4 separate regions of the Mus musculus genome follow, and all the other regions are linked to region 2. A link is a contact called in public HiChIP or PLAC-seq and promoter capture Hi-C data. All regions are on one chromosome and are shown on one strand. The core of a region is the stretch at or near the end of the contact, and the rest is flanking DNA. Distances in the headings are between cores, read along the strand shown.

What was found. Promoter capture Hi-C pulls out the DNA fragments that hold promoters and counts their contacts. HiChIP or PLAC-seq counts read pairs in DNA pulled down with a chosen protein or histone mark.
Region 1: a promoter capture Hi-C map of pre-B cells shows a contact between it and region 2. The contact joins the enhancer-like site here to the promoter of G2e3 in region 2. A contact is called at or near these places in 1 of 39 promoter capture datasets (pre-B cells) and 1 of 115 datasets of contacts at active chromatin or transcription factors (epiblast stem cells).
Region 3: a contact with region 2 is called in an H3K27ac HiChIP or PLAC-seq map of embryonic stem cells, with 7 times the contacts expected there. The contact joins the enhancer-like site here to the promoter of G2e3 in region 2. A contact is called at or near these places in 11 of 39 promoter capture datasets (the C10 cell line, the HPC-7 cell line, cranial neural crest and 7 more), 1 of 484 Hi-C or Micro-C datasets (Th2 cells), 2 of 115 datasets of contacts at active chromatin or transcription factors (embryonic stem cells and pancreatic cancer cells) and 1 of 9 other capture datasets (liver).
Region 4: a contact with region 2 is called in an H3K27ac HiChIP or PLAC-seq map of epiblast stem cells. The contact joins the enhancer-like site here to the promoter of G2e3 in region 2. A contact is called at or near these places in 3 of 39 promoter capture datasets (the C10 cell line and the HPC-7 cell line), 2 of 115 datasets of contacts at active chromatin or transcription factors (epiblast stem cells and extraembryonic endoderm stem cells) and 1 of 9 other capture datasets (liver).

Annotation. Positions count from the first base shown.
Region 1 is chr12:51,810,015-51,813,884 of GRCm38.p6, reverse strand. All of the region lies in intron 2 of Hectd1 (HECT domain E3 ubiquitin protein ligase 1), which reads left to right. Among named protein-coding and RNA genes, the nearest start is that of Gm5785, 16 kb to the left of the region's middle. Within about 2 kb of position 2,369, at least 99 of the 459 cell types and tissues checked have an H3K27ac peak or open chromatin away from gene starts, as enhancers often do. A contact at or near this core is called in pre-B cells, where this site is marked.
Region 2 is chr12:51,346,071-51,350,100 of GRCm38.p6, reverse strand. It overlaps G2e3 (G2/M-phase specific E3 ubiquitin ligase), which reads right to left and starts at 1,871. Exons shown (of 15, transcript NM_001015099.2): 1 at 1,657-1,871.
Region 3 is chr12:51,734,637-51,738,546 of GRCm38.p6, reverse strand. The region is part of intron 5 of Ap4s1 (adaptor-related protein complex AP-4, sigma 1); the gene reads right to left. Among named protein-coding and RNA genes, the nearest start is that of Strn3, 45 kb to the right of the region's middle. Within about 2 kb of position 2,561, at least 107 of the 459 cell types and tissues checked have an H3K27ac peak or open chromatin away from gene starts, as enhancers often do. A contact at or near this core is called in embryonic stem cells and pancreatic cancer cells, where this site is marked.
Region 4 is chr12:51,639,887-51,644,432 of GRCm38.p6, reverse strand. Strn3 (striatin, calmodulin binding protein 3) reads left to right here. Exons shown (of 18, transcript NM_052973.2): 8 at 1,219-1,329. Among named protein-coding and RNA genes, the nearest start is that of Ap4s1, 49 kb to the left of the region's middle. Within about 2 kb of position 2,377, at least 42 of the 459 cell types and tissues checked have an H3K27ac peak or open chromatin away from gene starts, as enhancers often do. A contact at or near this core is called in epiblast stem cells and extraembryonic endoderm stem cells, where this site is marked.

The DNA.
Region 1 (3,870 bases), core at 1,120-3,619, 460 kb before region 2:
GTGTTTATGTACCGCTGGGTAGCCTGGAATTTGCTATAGCTAAGGATAACTTTGAATTCCTGATCTTCCTCTCTCTACCTCTGACCGCTGGGACTAAAGGGTGCTGCCACTGCATTAGCTCTGGAGAACTTATTTCTGACAAATGAACCAAAGACAGTTGAGTGGGAAAAGGATAATCACACGTATATACCCACCCCACTCACCCGGTATTGAGAATGAAACCCAGGGCCTTGCACATAGTCAGCACTCCATCACTGAGGCGCACCACCAGCCTAAGGTTTTTTCCCATGGGACTGAGACATTACGCTGGGTGGTGGTATGTGTTTAATCCCAGCACTCAAGAGGCAGAAGATCTCTGTGAGTTCAAGGCCAGCCTGATTCTGGGACAGGGTTACATAGAGAAATCCTGTCTCAACAAACAAACAAACAAAAGTAAATAAAATTCACATCATACAATATATAAAAATAAATGCAAAATTATAGACATAAATATATTAACACAAAAGCACTAAGACTAAAAGAACAGGTAAGATAACTTTGTGCTGTTGGGTTAATCAGCAACTATTACAGGTAACTAACAAGCACAGCCCATAAAAGAGTAAATTCACATGTCTGAATGTTTCACTATTAACTGAGTTTCTTTTAAAAGATTTTGTTTTGTTTTGTTTTTTTGAGACAAGGTTTCTCTGTATAGCCCTGGCTGTCTTGGAACTCACTCTGTAGACCAGGCTGGCCTAGAACTCAAGAGATCCTCCTGCCTCTGCCTTCTGGATGCTTTGTGGGATCAAAGGCGTGCGCCACTGCCTGGCTTACTGTTTCTTTTCTTTCTTTTATTTTTATTTATTTTTATTTTAAAAAAGATTTATTTTTATTTATATGAATACACTGTAGCTGTCTTCAGACACACCAGAAGAGAGCATTAGATCCCATTACAGATAGTTGTGAGCCACTATGTGGTTTGCTGGGAATTGAACTCAGGACCTCTGAAAGAGCAGTCAGTGCTCTTAACTGCTGAGCCGTCTCTCCAGCTCCCCTGGCTCACTTTTTCAAGTGTGTGTGTGTGTGTGTGTGTGTGTGTGTGTGTGTTTCTTTCCTTCTATGTTGGGGCCCAAGGACTGACCTCAGATCATCAGGCTTGCTGGCGTTTACCTGGTGAGCCATTTCACATTCCCATTTTAGTTTTATTTATTTTATATGTGCATGTACATATGTGCACCATGTGTGTTCCTGGCACCCAGGGAGGCCTGAAGAGGGTACCAGATCATCTCTGGAAACAGGAATTACAGATGGTTTTGAATTGCCATGTGGGTGCTGGGAATTGAACATAGGAATTGAACCTTGAGCTTCAAATGCTCTTAACATCTGCCTAGCCTCTCAGGGATTCCTTTGTTGTTCTTTTCTCTCTTCCCCCATCTTTTAACTCTTCAGCTCCCAGGAGCTCTTTTGGTTTTTTGGTTTTTTTCGAGACTGGGTTTCTCTGTATAAGACTCTGTATGAGACTCTTGGCTGTCCTGGAACTCACTCTGTAGACCAGGCTGGCCTCGAACTCAGAAATCTGCCTGCCTCTGCCTCCCAAGTGTTGGGATTAAAGGCGTGCACTACCACCACTTGGCACCCCAGGAGCTCTTTTAATTAGTCTTAGAAAGCTAACTCTGAGGGGGTTTTTTGCCATGTTTTGCCCCACTCTATTCCATTATCTTGGCTAGTATTGGCTCTGTTCTTATACTTGGACTACCCTCAGGATGAAAGTGGTGAGAAAATGGGTGTGGGGAGGTAACAAGAACACCTGATAACAGGATTTTTCTCAGGCTCTTGATCACAGGAGCCTTGTTCTGAGGTCCCAGGGGTTTTGAAACACATGCTGGAGCCAGCTCTGGGGCCAGTTTAGGAGGGAAAGCCTCCGAGGAATCGCCCCACATTTCCCCTTTCTTCTCAGTTTCTGTTGTGTGCTTCTGCCACACAGTTTTGGTATGTGGCTTTGCTACGGTTTGTTAGTTCTCTATAGCTATGACAAAATTCTTGAGAACAACTTAAAAGGAAAGATTCCTTTCAGTTTATGGTTCTAAGTGTTTCAGTATGTATTCATTTGGCTTTGGGGTGTGTGGTCGGGATTCTGGAGTGGAGCAAAAGTATTCACCATGTCTAGAAGCTAGAAAGAAAGGACTGGAGCCCTTATATCCTGCTATTGCCTGCCAGGGATGACCTAGCTTTCTCTACTAAGCCTTACTTCCCAGAGACTACTTAGTACTGACACAGCTCTGCAGTCTGCTTTGAACACTTGAATGTCTGAGGGACATTCAGCTCTAAGCTATAGGTGTGAGAGAAGAGAAAGGGGAGGAAGAGATGGCTCAGTGGTTAGGAATGTGTGCTGCTCTTGCAAGGAACAGAGTTTGGTTTTGACTCAGTTCCCAGTTCCCACACTGGGTGACTCAATACTATGTGTAAATCTAGCCCGATGGCATATATACACACTAAATTATTTTTAAAGAAAGAAAAGAAAGGTTGAAGTCTACCTTGTGTGTTACTATTTATGTTCTGACCTCTATTCTAGTCTGTCTGCTGTTGGATACTGTTTCAGAGTCTTTGAGTAGGTAATTTTTGTGGATATGAAGGCTCTAATAAGTTCACACTGTTGATAGCCACCAACATTTAAATTAATTTTTTGTGACTGATAGGTACTCTTTGACTTAAGATGGGGTTGTAGCTCAGTAAATCTCTTCTTAGTTGAAAATAACATCAGATATAAATACATTTAACACATCTAAACTTACTGGAAATAATAGTTCAGCAAAGAGATTGTTGGGAATGTGAATTTTTTGATGTTGAACAAATAAACAGGTGAACAGATTGAAAGTCACTCAGCAAGGCAATCTATTTGCAAAAAGGGTATGCTAAACCCATACCAGCTAGCAAGTATGTGTGGCCAAAAAGTTTTTATTCCTAACTTAGGTGACAATTGTCTCATTCTATTGGTGGCAGCTTACTTTGCATTATGATGTAATTGGTAAATTGTCCCAAAAGCAGATCCCAGGTTGGGCTAACTACCTTTGCTAGAAAGGATCCCCTGTATGGTGTGGGTTGTTTACTCTCATGATCTTGTGGCTGCCTGGGAGCTAATGTGGCAGGCTGCCTCTGCAGATCATGAGAGGATATTTGTAGCCCAGGAAAAGGTCAGCATTCAAACTTGCATTAGGCTTTCTTCTGAATATGTATTGCTTTCATACCATTGTGGTCACAGTGTTTTGTTTCTTGAGACAGTACAGTGTGGGCCAAGATTGTCTCAAACTCTGATTCTTCTGCCTCTACTTCCTGAGTGCTGGGATTACAGGTGTGTGTCTCCATTCGAGGTTTAAGTTTAAAACTTGAATATTTAGTTTCTGTTCATTTCTCTATTAAAAACCTTCATGCAAATGGAGGCCCAATGTTGATGTTGCCAATCTTCCTCAGTGGCTCTTCTCCCCCATTCTTTAAGGCAGGATCTCCCAATCAAAACCAAAGTCCGCCTATTAGGCTAGTCTTTAGAGCTAGCTAGCTTCAGGGATCCAGTCTCCATCCATGGCTGGGATCACAGGCTAGCCTTCATAGTCGCCAGTATTTATGTGGGTTTTGATGATCCAAACTCCAACATGTCAAGCTTAACTGCCGAACCACCTCCTCAGCTCTCCACAGTCCACTTTAAATAGTCTTTTGAGACAGGGTCTCTTACTAGCCACAACCTCACATGAAACCTTCTTGTTCTAGCCATTCGAATGCTGCATTTTAGGTATGAGCCTCTGGAGACCCAGTTTAGCTCCCACTATCTTTAGTATATTTATATGATCAGTTCTCATGCGTGGTTGCCCTCTTCCTCTTGTGTCCCTCAGGTACCCT
Region 2 (4,030 bases), core at 622-3,121:
TGGTGGTGGCGCACGCCTTTAATCCCAGCACTCGGGAGGCAGAGGCAGGCGGATTTCTGAGTTCGAGGCCAGCCTGGTCTACAGCGTGAGTTCCAGGACAGCCAGGGCTACACAGTGAAACCCTGTCTCGAAAAACTGAAAAGAAAAAAAGAAAAAAGGGGGAAAAAAAAGGAAATGCATGCTATAGTTACATCATGGTTAGTAGCTATATTTTTGGCATCTTGTTCTCATACATGTAATAGTTCCTAGAATTCCCACAATAATCACACAAGGAAGTCTTTATCCCCATTACCTAAGAGACTTTAATCAGAGAGGCTAAACAGCTTCCCTAGTCAAGGTCACACAGCTATGAGGTCCTAGGGATGGGAATTCTAAGCAAGAAGTCTGGTTCTAGTTGTATGTCTTTAACTAATATATTACCAGGTTGTTCTAGGAAGTCCATGTTTTGAAACCTCTGGTAGACTAGTCTAACTTTTCAGTTAAAAGGCATTATCCAAGTCCATCCTCTAGAAAGTTAAAATCTCTGATGTTTGAGTACAGGCCATCAGCTTGGGAGCCCTTATAGGAAGGAGTATGCATACAATGAAGTGTGACATTTACTGATGTGGGTAAACAACAACAAAACACAACCAACCAAACAAACAAACAAAAGGCACATTAGGATACAGAAAATCTACAACAGGTTACTTGCTGGTACCATTTAGGAAGCTAGCAGATCTGACTGCACTGTTTGAGAAAGGCCAGCCAATAGCTTTGTGGCAGACTCATTGAAAACACTTTCAATGATCTTCCTTTTTAATTTTTTTCCTACTTGAATATCGAAAACAGCATTCATTAGCAGGCATGAAAGAGGATGAAGAAATGGTCTTACTTCGGATGTTACTAAGTACCACTTTAAAATGTTTAAGCATTTTTAACGACACCGTCACCCAGTTGGTAAAACCTTAAAAGGATGTTACCTTTTTTCTACAAAACACACAAGCAACCTGTCAGTTTTTAATAAGGCAAAGTATATAACTTGTTTCAAAAGAAAGTTTATGTTTACCGTGTACATCTCAGCTATTCAAAAAAGTGTGGCTTTTTGTCGGGGTTTGTGAGAGTCCAGTTCATCATAAAAGATGAACAACAAAAACAACAAAAAAACAAACAAGCAAAAACGCCCGAAGAAAACTCAATTCCTGAGGCACTGAGTCCCTCTAAAATAACTCGATAATAACAATCACCAAATGAATGAAGAGGGTGAAAAGCGGGGACGGGACGGAACGGGTGGGGGTTGGGGGTGACACTAGACCCTATCCCCATTGTTAGCAAACTTAACATCTGTGAGCCACCGCTGCTACTGTAGCCAGTTTAAATGAGCAATAGGGCTCGGATTTTTGCGGTACACAAGAAGTGTCAAGGTGTGAAAGAAAAATACCCCGGTTTTAAACACAAAGGATACTCGGATTTCAGCTTAAATCCCCTCGAGGCATTTCAAGGCTGTCATTTCTCTGCGGTGAGGGACCGGTCTCAAGAGCAACTGGGAGCCACAACGGGCACCCCTCCGTGAAGCCCTCCCCCCTTCCCTCTTTAATTAATAAAGAGCAGCTCGGGGCTCGACAGCGGCAGGGCGCGGACGTCCAGCGCGTGGAGAAGCCCCCTACCGCTCACACCTACCCGGCCGCCCGTGACACCTCCGTCTGTCCCCGGGCACGTCTTCACCAGGCGCGGGGCACAAGTCCCAGGCTCGCCGCGTTACCGCTCACGTCGACCGCAGCGCTGCCGTACGCCCAACCCGCTCAGCCCCATCCAACGGCTCGCACAATTCAAATTCGTCGTCCACTTCCGTTTGCGACCCGGAACCCACGGCTGCTCGGCCCCTCCCCGGGGAAGTGGACGCAGGGAGGCTGCGTCTGCGCCTTGGCTTTCGGGGTGGGGGTGGGAATGAAGTTCGGGCGTGCGCGCAGGGGTGGCTGCGCGGACCCGGCCAGGAAAACAACTCCCGGTCCTGCACGTCCGCGGAGGCGTGCGGAGCGCACCAGTCACCCCCCAACAGGCCACACGCTGGGAGGAGGCTTGCCCATGCTAATGAGAAGGCGCGCGAAGGCGAATTCTCCCGGCCCTCTCCCGCAAGGAATTCTTTTGCATCACACTTCCCTATTGTCCTAAAAGTTCCTCGCTTGGCTCTGGGAGGTCGGTTTTCTTCAGCGAGGGCCAGAATGAAAATTTTAATCCCAGAGATGTCTGGAGTTTCTGAAAGGATTACATTTGAGGGGGTTTAAGAGACTTCCACAAGCATTTAGATCTTTTAGGCAGATATCTGAAAGATCAGAACTGTAAGCATTAGAGCTAGGATTAATAGCGGGTCAACTAACACCTGATAGAACGGATTCGCACTTGATTTATCCTAGCGGCGCTTCCTCAGCGCCTTTCAAAACACAACTTGAAAGATTTGCTGGATTTCTAGAATCTAGATACCTAACACGAAGGTAGATTGTAATTTTTAACCGATGTAACGTTTTTTAACAGTGGGAAATGATGTTTAACAATAAAGTATGACTCCTCAGCTATTGGATTTTGTATGCTGATACTGAAAGCGTTCAAAGATAAGATTTTGAAATACTAAGAAGCCAACTTTAGAAGGACTATGTAATGCCCTTCTCTTGAAGTATGTATGTGTGTGCCTGTGGCAATACAAAGTTTCAGGATGGGAGAGCAAACTGTACTAATTAATCAAATCTGGCAGTGTGATTGGTAAATAGGGAGGGCAAAAGGGGGAGGAATTTTTTTTAACGTTATAAACAGCTGAATATTCAGATTAAGACTATTTGATACTGCCAAATTTGTGTTAGGAATGGAATATATTCTAAATACAGAAACAGGCAGGGTAAATGAATGTGTGAATGTATCTTAGTTGGCTAGGTTGTTTACATTCGTTCAACAGTAATTGAAGGTCTGGAGACAAGGACCAGCAGCAAAGAGCAGTGGCTGCGTTTCCATTGGTCCTGGATTCAATTACAGCACCCACATGATGGTTCACAACCTGGAACTTGAGTTTCAGGGAATCCGGTCTCCTCAGGTACTGAGCACACAAGATGTGCATACACGCAGGCAAAATACCCGAACACATAAAATAAAATAAAAACAAAAATTAAGAATGATGTAGTCGCAGGGCAGTGGTGGCACATGCCTTTAATCCCAGCGCTTGGGAGGCAGAGGCAGGCGGATTTCTGAGTTCGAGGCCAGCCTGGTCTACAGAGTGAGTTCCAGTACAGCCAGGGCTATACAGAGAAACCGTGTCTCGAAAAAGCAAAACAAACAGGAAAAGAGAATGATATAGCCACATATTTTGCCCTTCTTTTGTTTTACTACTTAATTTTCCACATTAATATTATGTACCTGTTAAATATATATTGAAGGCAGAAACTAAATAAATGTTCCTATGTATTTTACAATCCGTTGCACTTTCTCTCCAGTAAGTTTTATCTTTCTCGGGAACTGAAAGTCTCAAGCTGACCTTCAAAAAAAGTTAAATATTCTGGGGTAGGCAGTGTAGTTCAGTTGATATAGTCAAGAGGTCTTGATTGGTTCATTGTCTCTTCCTGTTAAAGAATTGAAAGGCAGGAAAAATCCTGAGTATAACTGTCAGCATCACAAAAATCTCAATACCAGAGGCAGCATCAGCTACAGAAGGCAGTTCCTGGGATTGAGTAAACACACACAGTCCTACAGCAGACACATGGGGGGGGGGGGGGTTAATTAGCCCACAACTGTGGTGTAACCGGTCCTGATCTTGCCTTGAACCAGTTCTGCCAGTCTCTCAGCAGGGGGCCTGCGGAGAGGAGGCAGGAAGCCTACAGGGCCTTTGTTTTAAATTGCTGGGTTCTTTCCTCAAATCAAGATGGCGAGGAAGAAGCCCGCTGTTTTGAAATTTCCCACCTTTATATTCCCTTCCCTTGGCCTGCTCCTTACCTGTCTGCCAACCAGGGTGTCTAACTCCTAGTTTCTCATCGTGATAGAGCATTTTTCTAGTGCTTAATCTGTGGCACCA
Region 3 (3,910 bases), core at 1,312-3,811, 390 kb before region 2:
CACATTAAGGAAATTAGCTGGAGAATTTAATAAATAAAAATAATAACAAGGCTTAGCCTGATACTCTCCTGGTATAGGTAAACCTAAACCTGCTTTTGTTTTTCAAATCCTTAGTAGACAGACAGGACCTCTATATACATGTCCATACCTATGTTCACTCTGGCTAGGAAAGTGGGATAAGTAGATATTGAGACAGCCATTTAAACTATGTGTGTGTGTGTGTGTGTGTGTGTGTGTGTGTGTGTGCGCGCGAGTATACAAGCACTAGCGTATGAGTGTATGTATTTGTGCTAAGGATGGAACTCAGCACCTTGCACGTTAGGCACCACTCCAGCACTGAGCTGCCTCCCAATGCAGAACGGCAGGCGTGGGGTACAATGTAAGTGCCAGCGCACACGCAAGTGACAATCCAGCCTCGGTAACAGCAGCACTGCTGTGGGACGCTCAGGGTCCCGGCATTGTGATGAGTGCCTTAATACGTATTTCATTCTACTCAGAAGCAAACAGTCCAGAGTCTGGCCAAGGTCACAGGGCAGGAACAAGGCAGAGCCGGCTGGGCTAACAGCTCTGTTCTCCAGGCTCCTCTCCACCTATCCACAACATTCTTGGACCGCAGCATCAGCTGTCTTCTCTGCCAGGCAGAAGGAAAATAGTCGAGAGAGAAAAGAATACAGAAGCTGAGGCTAAACTCCTCCAAGACCCAAGCTCTGAGTTTCACAAGTAGACTCTCTTTTTGTTTGTTTCTTTGGTTGGTTGGTTGAGGTTTTGTTTGTTTGTTTGTTTTTTGTTTTGTTTTGTTTTTCCTTTTTTTTGTTAAGATTTATTTATTTTATATATAGGAGTACACTGTAGCTGTCTTCAGTCATACCAGAAGAGGGCATCAGATCCTATTACAGGTGGTTGTGAGCCACCATATAGTTGCTGGGATTTGAACTCAGAACCTTCAGAAGAGCAGTCAGTGCTCTTACCCACTGAGCCATCTCTCCAGCCCTGGTTGGTTGGGTTTTTTGTTTGTTTGTTTTGAGACACGGTTTCTCTGTATAGCCCTGGCTGTCCTGGAACACACTCCATAGACCAGGCTGGCCTCGAACTCAGAAATCCGCCTGCCTCTGCCTCACGAGTGCTGGGATTTAAGGCGTGCGCCACCATGCCCGGCTGTGGAATCTCTTTCAGATTCTGAAACCTTAACTTGGTGAAGCTCTTCCGGGAAAGCTAGAGGAAGAAGAGGGCACTGGCAGTGAGGAACTAGAAAACTAGACTCCCTGAGAATCCTTTCATCTGAGCATCTAATTATGGAGCAAGATGGTTGCCATGGTTGGATGTTTCTTAATTTTACATTTGAAACCTGAGATTCTGTTTTTAAAGAGCTGTTTGAAAAAAAAGAAACAACTGCTTCAAAGGAAAAACTTCATTGGACAAATTGGTGATTAGAAACACCAGTGAGTTTATAATTAGTGAATATTTGCCAAACAAATCATTGCCTGACATTGTTCAATTCCTGATATTCAAAGTCTCTATTGTACTTGTTCAGTGAAGTCTGAATACAGAGAATGGGACAGCCTGTGAATGACTTCAGTTTCCATTAGACTCTGTTAACATCTCATTAAGTTCTGTGCAAATAGCCCTCTAGCAGAATAAACTTTTTCAGGAGCCGATGGGAACTGTCCCTAAGTGACCCAGAAAAAAAAAAAAAAACCTTTGCTCTGATATACCTATTAATAATATCTTCCAATTATATAGATGATTGCTTTGTCCTAGGCCAAAGTAGGACTGGAATGAAGTTAGGTTCAGCTCTGTTCATCAGAACCAGTGGCCAGAGTTTCTAAGCTACAAAATGGGAACCCAGTCAGGCAAATTGAGCTGAAGCTGGGCTTGGGTGCAGCTCAGTGGGCAGTGCTTGCCTGGCTAGCGCTTGTGACACCCTGGGTTTGATCCCAGCGCCCTCTAAACTAGGAGCAGGAATGCACACCTGTAATCTCCACTCTGGGGAGGTGAGGACAGGAAGGATCACAAGTTCAAGGTCATTTTCCACCTCAAAGCAAGCTAGAGGCCTGCCTGGGATAGACAGCAGCAGCCTGTCTCAAAAAATAAAAAGAAGGTAAGCAGCTCGGGTGGCTGAATGAAACAGGCCCTTGGGCTCTGTAGGCATGGAGAGCAGTGGGCTTTAATGGCTTATTTTCCTGGTCTCTGTATCAGGAAATCCCATTTTATCTGTTTAAATTGTCTCACTGATCAAACTCCTACATCTTCAGCAAAACAAACAGCCGTTGTTTGGATGTCTCCTTGAACAACTGCGGAGTGTTCTGAAACTCGAATCAGACTTTATTGCTGAAGCATATCAGCCACTGGCACCCCCACATTGCAAGGACAAGGTCCTGTGGCGAGCCTGTCTTTCCCAGCCTCCTGGAAACACGAGTGAGCCAGTGAGGTCATGTCTTGTGAGCTCACAACTGCCTGGCTATCTGGCTGGAGTCCTAACGAGCAAACCCAGACCGGATCTCAATGCAAAGCAAAGGCCTGACATCTGACGGCTCCCTGCAGTCACATGCCTCCTTTAAAATAGGAATCCAGCTGTTGTTCATATCTTGATTTGGATTATGAGCAACTTGTACACACTGGTGGAGCCAAGATTAGTAGTGTTTGGGCCATATGCCAGGGACCAAAAATGTATCCTATATGCCAAGCCTATATATCAAGGCAATAGACACAGGCAAATAGTTCAGCTCTGGCATTTGGAACAGGAGGAAGCAAGAATGAACTGGACTGTGGTCCATTAATTCAAGCAACCAGGGAAAGAACTTCCTTCAGCCTGGGTTGAACATGACTGACCCTGAAGACCACATACAACTTTACTAAATCCCAGGTTTCTCAACATGGAAACCCAAGAACATGGATTTCTAAGGAAGGCAAACTGTAACAGAACACTAGATGTGACCTACACACAGAGCTGATCTCCTGCTCCTAAAACATCGGCTTCTTCTATGTTTTATTTTCCTGATTAGGATCTTAGGTGGCCTCACTTGCCTTGAGCTTGCTATGGTAGTTGGAGATGGCCTTGACCTCCTGACCCTTCTGCCTCTGCCTTCCCACATACTCAGTCCTACAGGATTGTTAAATAAGAATATGGTGTGTTAATCGTCTTTAGTAAGTGAAAGAATGGAACAAAACAGGTCAAATGGAATTTCAGAACAACTGCAAGGCACAGCCCAGCCTAGACACCAAAATCACTTCTTCTAGGGAGATGGAGAGATGGCTCAACAGTTAAGAACACCACATAGCAGTTCACAAACATCTGTAACTCTAGAGCCAGGAGATGTGAAACCCTCTTCTGAACTCCTTTGGGTGTTAGGGACAGATGTGACACACAGAAATACATACAAACAAAACACCCAAATGCATCAAATCTAAAAAAAAAAAAAAATTTAAAGTATGAATATAAGCTGTGGGTTTGTCTGTGTTTCTTACTAGCTTGCTTTCCTGGGGTTGACGCAGAGCCTTAGGAATGCTAGGCTAGTGCTCACCCAGTGGACCACGCCCAGCTCAGCACCGGGGGAGACGAGCCCTAACTCCTGCTGCTTCGTGAAACTTGTTACTACTTTTGACTAACATAACCAAGACGCAAGGGACAACGTGAGTAGGACGAGACAGAGAGAGGGCTTTGGAAGAGATAGTAGCAGAAGGAGTGGTACCTTGGATGTCAGAGAACACATGCAAAGCTAAGAGCTGGGGGTGGTGCGTCACAGTCAGCACTCGGGAGGATGCTGTGAGGCGCTTATTCCACATAGGGCGACTGAGGTGCTCAGTCTCAGGGGGACGGTTTGCTCAGTGGACACCACTGCACCAAGGGGACTGGAGTGAGGGTTTCAACAAGCCAGAACTCCTGAATTGATTTCTCGTGTTTGGGACATTC
Region 4 (4,546 bases), core at 1,128-3,627, 290 kb before region 2:
ATGATGATAGAGAAAAGGCATAACAACTGTATAAAAGAATTAGAACTCTGAATTTTTTCTCTCTGTTCAAACATAAGACCTTGTTATGCTTACTTTTACACATCAATCCAGAGAGACAGGAAAACCTTTCTCTTACTCTCTATGATTGAATGAGGCCTACGGCACTTATGAGATTTAGAAAACAAAATATGCTTAGCTACCAGAATTTAAAACTAAAATCTTACTATTTAGTATAAAAACTAAGAGCTTGAATATGATTTTTTATTTATTAATGGGACTCTAAAACAGTTCATGTGTAACTATTAAATTTAATAATAATAAAGTTGCCTTAAAACTCAATGAAGAAAAATCCTTAATGAGTAAAATAAGTCTAAGAAAATTATTTTTATACTATTTTGTTCTAAGAGTTCTCTAGTTTACTATGAGTTTATTTGCCTCCCCCATCATAAGTATTTACTTAAATATTACTGAAAACACACAAGAAAAATACTACCAAGTATAGAGCAGTATGTGTTTTAACTTCTCTGTGCTTATCACTGTTTTACCATGAAAAAAAAAATAGCTCAAGTCAAAACTTCAGTGGAATATGAATTTGCTTATTTGTGTTATTTTTACTGGAAAAAAGGTAACAAAATGTTGAACGGTTATGAAGGGATGGACACAGGTGGTGTTCTTTGAATGCTTTGTGTGAATAATCTGAGACATTGTATTTGGAAACTCTATGTATATGTTGGACTAGAATACCTTTCTGCCATAGTACAGTTACCCTGTGCATGCAGAACTATTATGACAGGGATGCATGACTGATTTCATCAGTGAAGTGGCACTGACTTTTACAGCTTGCACTTTATTAATTTGCATGCAATTCATTCATTTGCTTATATGATGCTGGCTGAATAGTTTTTTTAACATTTTTATAAAGATGCAGTGGTCTATTTTTTAATATTATATTTTTAATGTTAGTCCATTTGTGAAATACTCAAATTTGCCATATATAAAAATGAAGTTTTGTTTACCTGTTGATGATATTAAATACTTAGGAACTTAAGAACATTTACATTGTGAATACCAAACTTGAGACTGCACCTTTAAAGTGTTTTGAGTATATGCTATTATAACATCTTTATTATGATGATGTAAAGCCTTTAACAGTTTACTGCCAACAGCTTGCATTGCCAACTGCTGATTTCTTTTCTTTTAATAATATGCTGCATGTAGATAAAGATGACCTCTCCCCAACTGCTGAGGTTTGGGATGTAGACCAGGGGCTAATAAGTAAACTGAAGGAACAGTACAAGAAGGAGCGAAAGGGGAAGAAAGGGGTGAAGAGTAAGTGCAGTTATCACTATTACCATTTTCCTATGCTGTGTTGAACAAAAGGGCTTTTTTTTTTTGGATGCAATTTACTTTTTATGTTATAAAGGGAGCAACTAACTTTAAACTTTGTCTGTTGTGTAATTGAAATATAAGGTCTATAATTGGTCAAATAGAAAATCACTTCAAATATGTAAAGTAAAGGTAAAAAGATTTTCAAAAATTTAAAAGATTTATCAAATTAAAAGGAATATTGGCTTTGGAATTTAAAATAATAGAAATTTGTTCAGAAAGAATGACAATACAAATTCTTATAATTTCTACTTGAAGGTATTCCTTATTACCAGGATTTCTTAGTTTGAGAATCTTTAAGTAAGTGGGATAGGTAATCCTTTCCTAGGACTTTGCTTGTGGTCATAATCCAAGGACAATTAGCAACCACATTTTTTTTCTGGGTAATTACTTGACTACACCACTATAGTGACAGTGCTGCAAGTGGTGGTGATCATAAGGGTTATTTAGTCCATAACTGGTTCTTTTTGGGTGCCTGCATGCTTGTTCCTATGTGTGAAAGTATGACTGTAGAACCTCTCGGACAGGTAACCTTGTATTTTGTGCGTTATACCTGAGAGCACCCAAGGAAAATGCTCATTCCTGCCATACTAATGGAGAGACTTGAAGTTTTGTTTGAAACATTTTTATTGGCTGTTGACTTGTAGGCCAACTTTGTTGTTGTTGTTTTAAGTGTATCAAGTTAAGAGTACTTACACCTCTTGAAGAGGACCTGGCTTGAATTCCCACATGTACATGGTTGCTAACAACCAGCTACATAGTTCCAATCCCAGAGGATCTGGTGCCCATTATTGCTCAGTGGGTACTGCATTCTCATGTTGCACAAATACATACAGGCAAAACATCCATACACACAAACATAAATAAATCTTCGCAGGCAGAGAGACACATATCTTTAATTTTGGCACTCACAAGGCAAAGCAGAGGCAGTCGGGTCCTGAGTTGAAGGCCAGCCTTCTCTACCTGAGGATCTCCAGGCTAGCCGTGGTTGCTAGGAGACCTTATCTCAAACAAACAAACGAACAAAATCTAAAGAGTGTGTCAAGGACAAACGTGCAAAACAGACTGAGACAGAAATTCTTTCCTGTTCCTGTTTCTAGTGACAGATACATTACCTTATAAAATGGCAGGAATATCAGGAATAGTGTTTTCTTCAATAATGCCGTTTTTGAATCATTTAATTTATTGCGGAGTTAACTGGAGTTTTGAGAATCTCACCAATGAGTTTCCTCTCCTTCCCCTCCCTCCTTTCCTTCCCTCACTTCCTCTCTTCACTGGTGTTGGGGACTGAACCTAGAGCTTTATGCTTGCTAGGCAAGTGCTTTACCACTGAGCTAAATCCCCACCTTCTGACAGTTGTATAACTTTGTACTAGTTGTTGTTGCATGGGTATAAAAAGAAGTTCCAGACTGTTGTGAACTCCTTATTTGTAAAGCATTGTGTGCTGGACTGGAGCTCTGTTAGTTTTAACACCATTTACCCATAATGTATGCATGTTGAGTGTGAAAGTACTACTGCATGGGTAACTTCAGTTTAGATAAAAATCACATTTGAATTTTAGGATTTAAATTTTATTCTTTTTAAGAAATAAAATAACTGGGCAGTGGTGGCTTATGCCTTTAATCTCAGGGGAGGCAAAGACTGATGGATCTCTTGAGTTCAAGGCCAGCCTGGTCTACAGAGCTAACAGCCAGCCAGAACCATACAAAGAAACCCTGTTTCAAACAACAGTAAACCACCCTTCCCCCAAATTGAGTGAAGGAAAATAACTTATTTTAAAATAACTTCGGGTTATATTTTATATGCTGTGTACTGACCTAATCAGCTAAACATTTTAATGTTGCTTCTATATACACTATGAATAGATCTAGATCTTTTTGAGAGTTAGTAGAAATATATCTAGCATCTCAAGGTTTTTTGTTTTGTTTTGTTGCTTTCTTTGTTTGTTTGTTTTGAGACAGGATTTATATGTATAGCCCTGGCAAGTTCAATGCCAGCCTGGGCTATATAGGAGGTTGAAGACCAGCTATATTAGTGATACTTTTTGTTTTTGTTTATTTAAAGTTTATGAATATAAAGACAAAAAGAAAGTTTAACTGTTAACGCTGGTTAGAAATGAACTGCATTTAAATGAACTGCATTTAATATTTGCATGTAATACTATTTTCCTAAAACTCTGAAATACTTTTGTATATAAGCTTTTTGTATTTTATGTGTTTTAACAAAATATAAATTTTGTTATTGTTTGCATTTCTGTCTCTCTGTCTATCTAGACATGAAGTTGGGATTTTACAAAAGGTATTTTAACCATAGGTTTAATTTAAGCATGAGGATTAAGAGAAAGGGAGGTACTTAGAAGTACATTAGGACATACCCAAGAGTATGTGTTGTAGGCATCTCTTAAGAGAGTCTATTTGTTTGAAGGCAGGACCTCAATCTAGCCTAAGCTACCATTGAACTTGTATTCCTTGTCTCTCTTTCTCAATCTAGTGCTAAGATAATAGATGCGTTCTTCTGCATCCATCCAGAGTAAACCCTCTGGCTTCTGACCATGTTGAGTAGGAGCCTTAAGTTCTACACACGCAGATGATTTTCTCCTGGCTTACATCCTTAGCCTTAACCTTAGGTTCTCAAATCTAAACTTCCGTGCTCTTAGAATACTTCTGTGCATTTAACTTGGTCTTTGTTAAACTTTAAAATTGTTTCTGATTTTTAAATATTTATGCAGATATCAGCTATGTGTATCTGTGTAGGGGAGGACTTAAGAATTAGTTCTCGGGCTGGTGAGATGGCTCAGTGGGTAAGAGCACCTGACTGCTCTTCCGAAGGTCCAGAGTTCAAATCCCAGCAACCACGTGGTGGCTCACAACCATCCGTAATGAGATCTGACACATCTGGAGTGTCTGAAGACAGCTACAATGTACTTCCATATAATAAATAAATAAATCTTAAAAAAAAAAAAAAAAAGAATTAGGTCTCTAGCTGGGCGGTGGTGGCGCACGCCTTTAATCCCAGCACTCGGGTGGCAGAGGCAGGCAGATTTCTGAGTTTGAGGCCAGCCTAGTCCACAGAGTGAGTTCCAGGACAGCCAGGGCTACACAGAATAACCCTGTCTCGAAAAACCAAAAACAAACCAAAACAAAACAAAAAAGAATTAGGT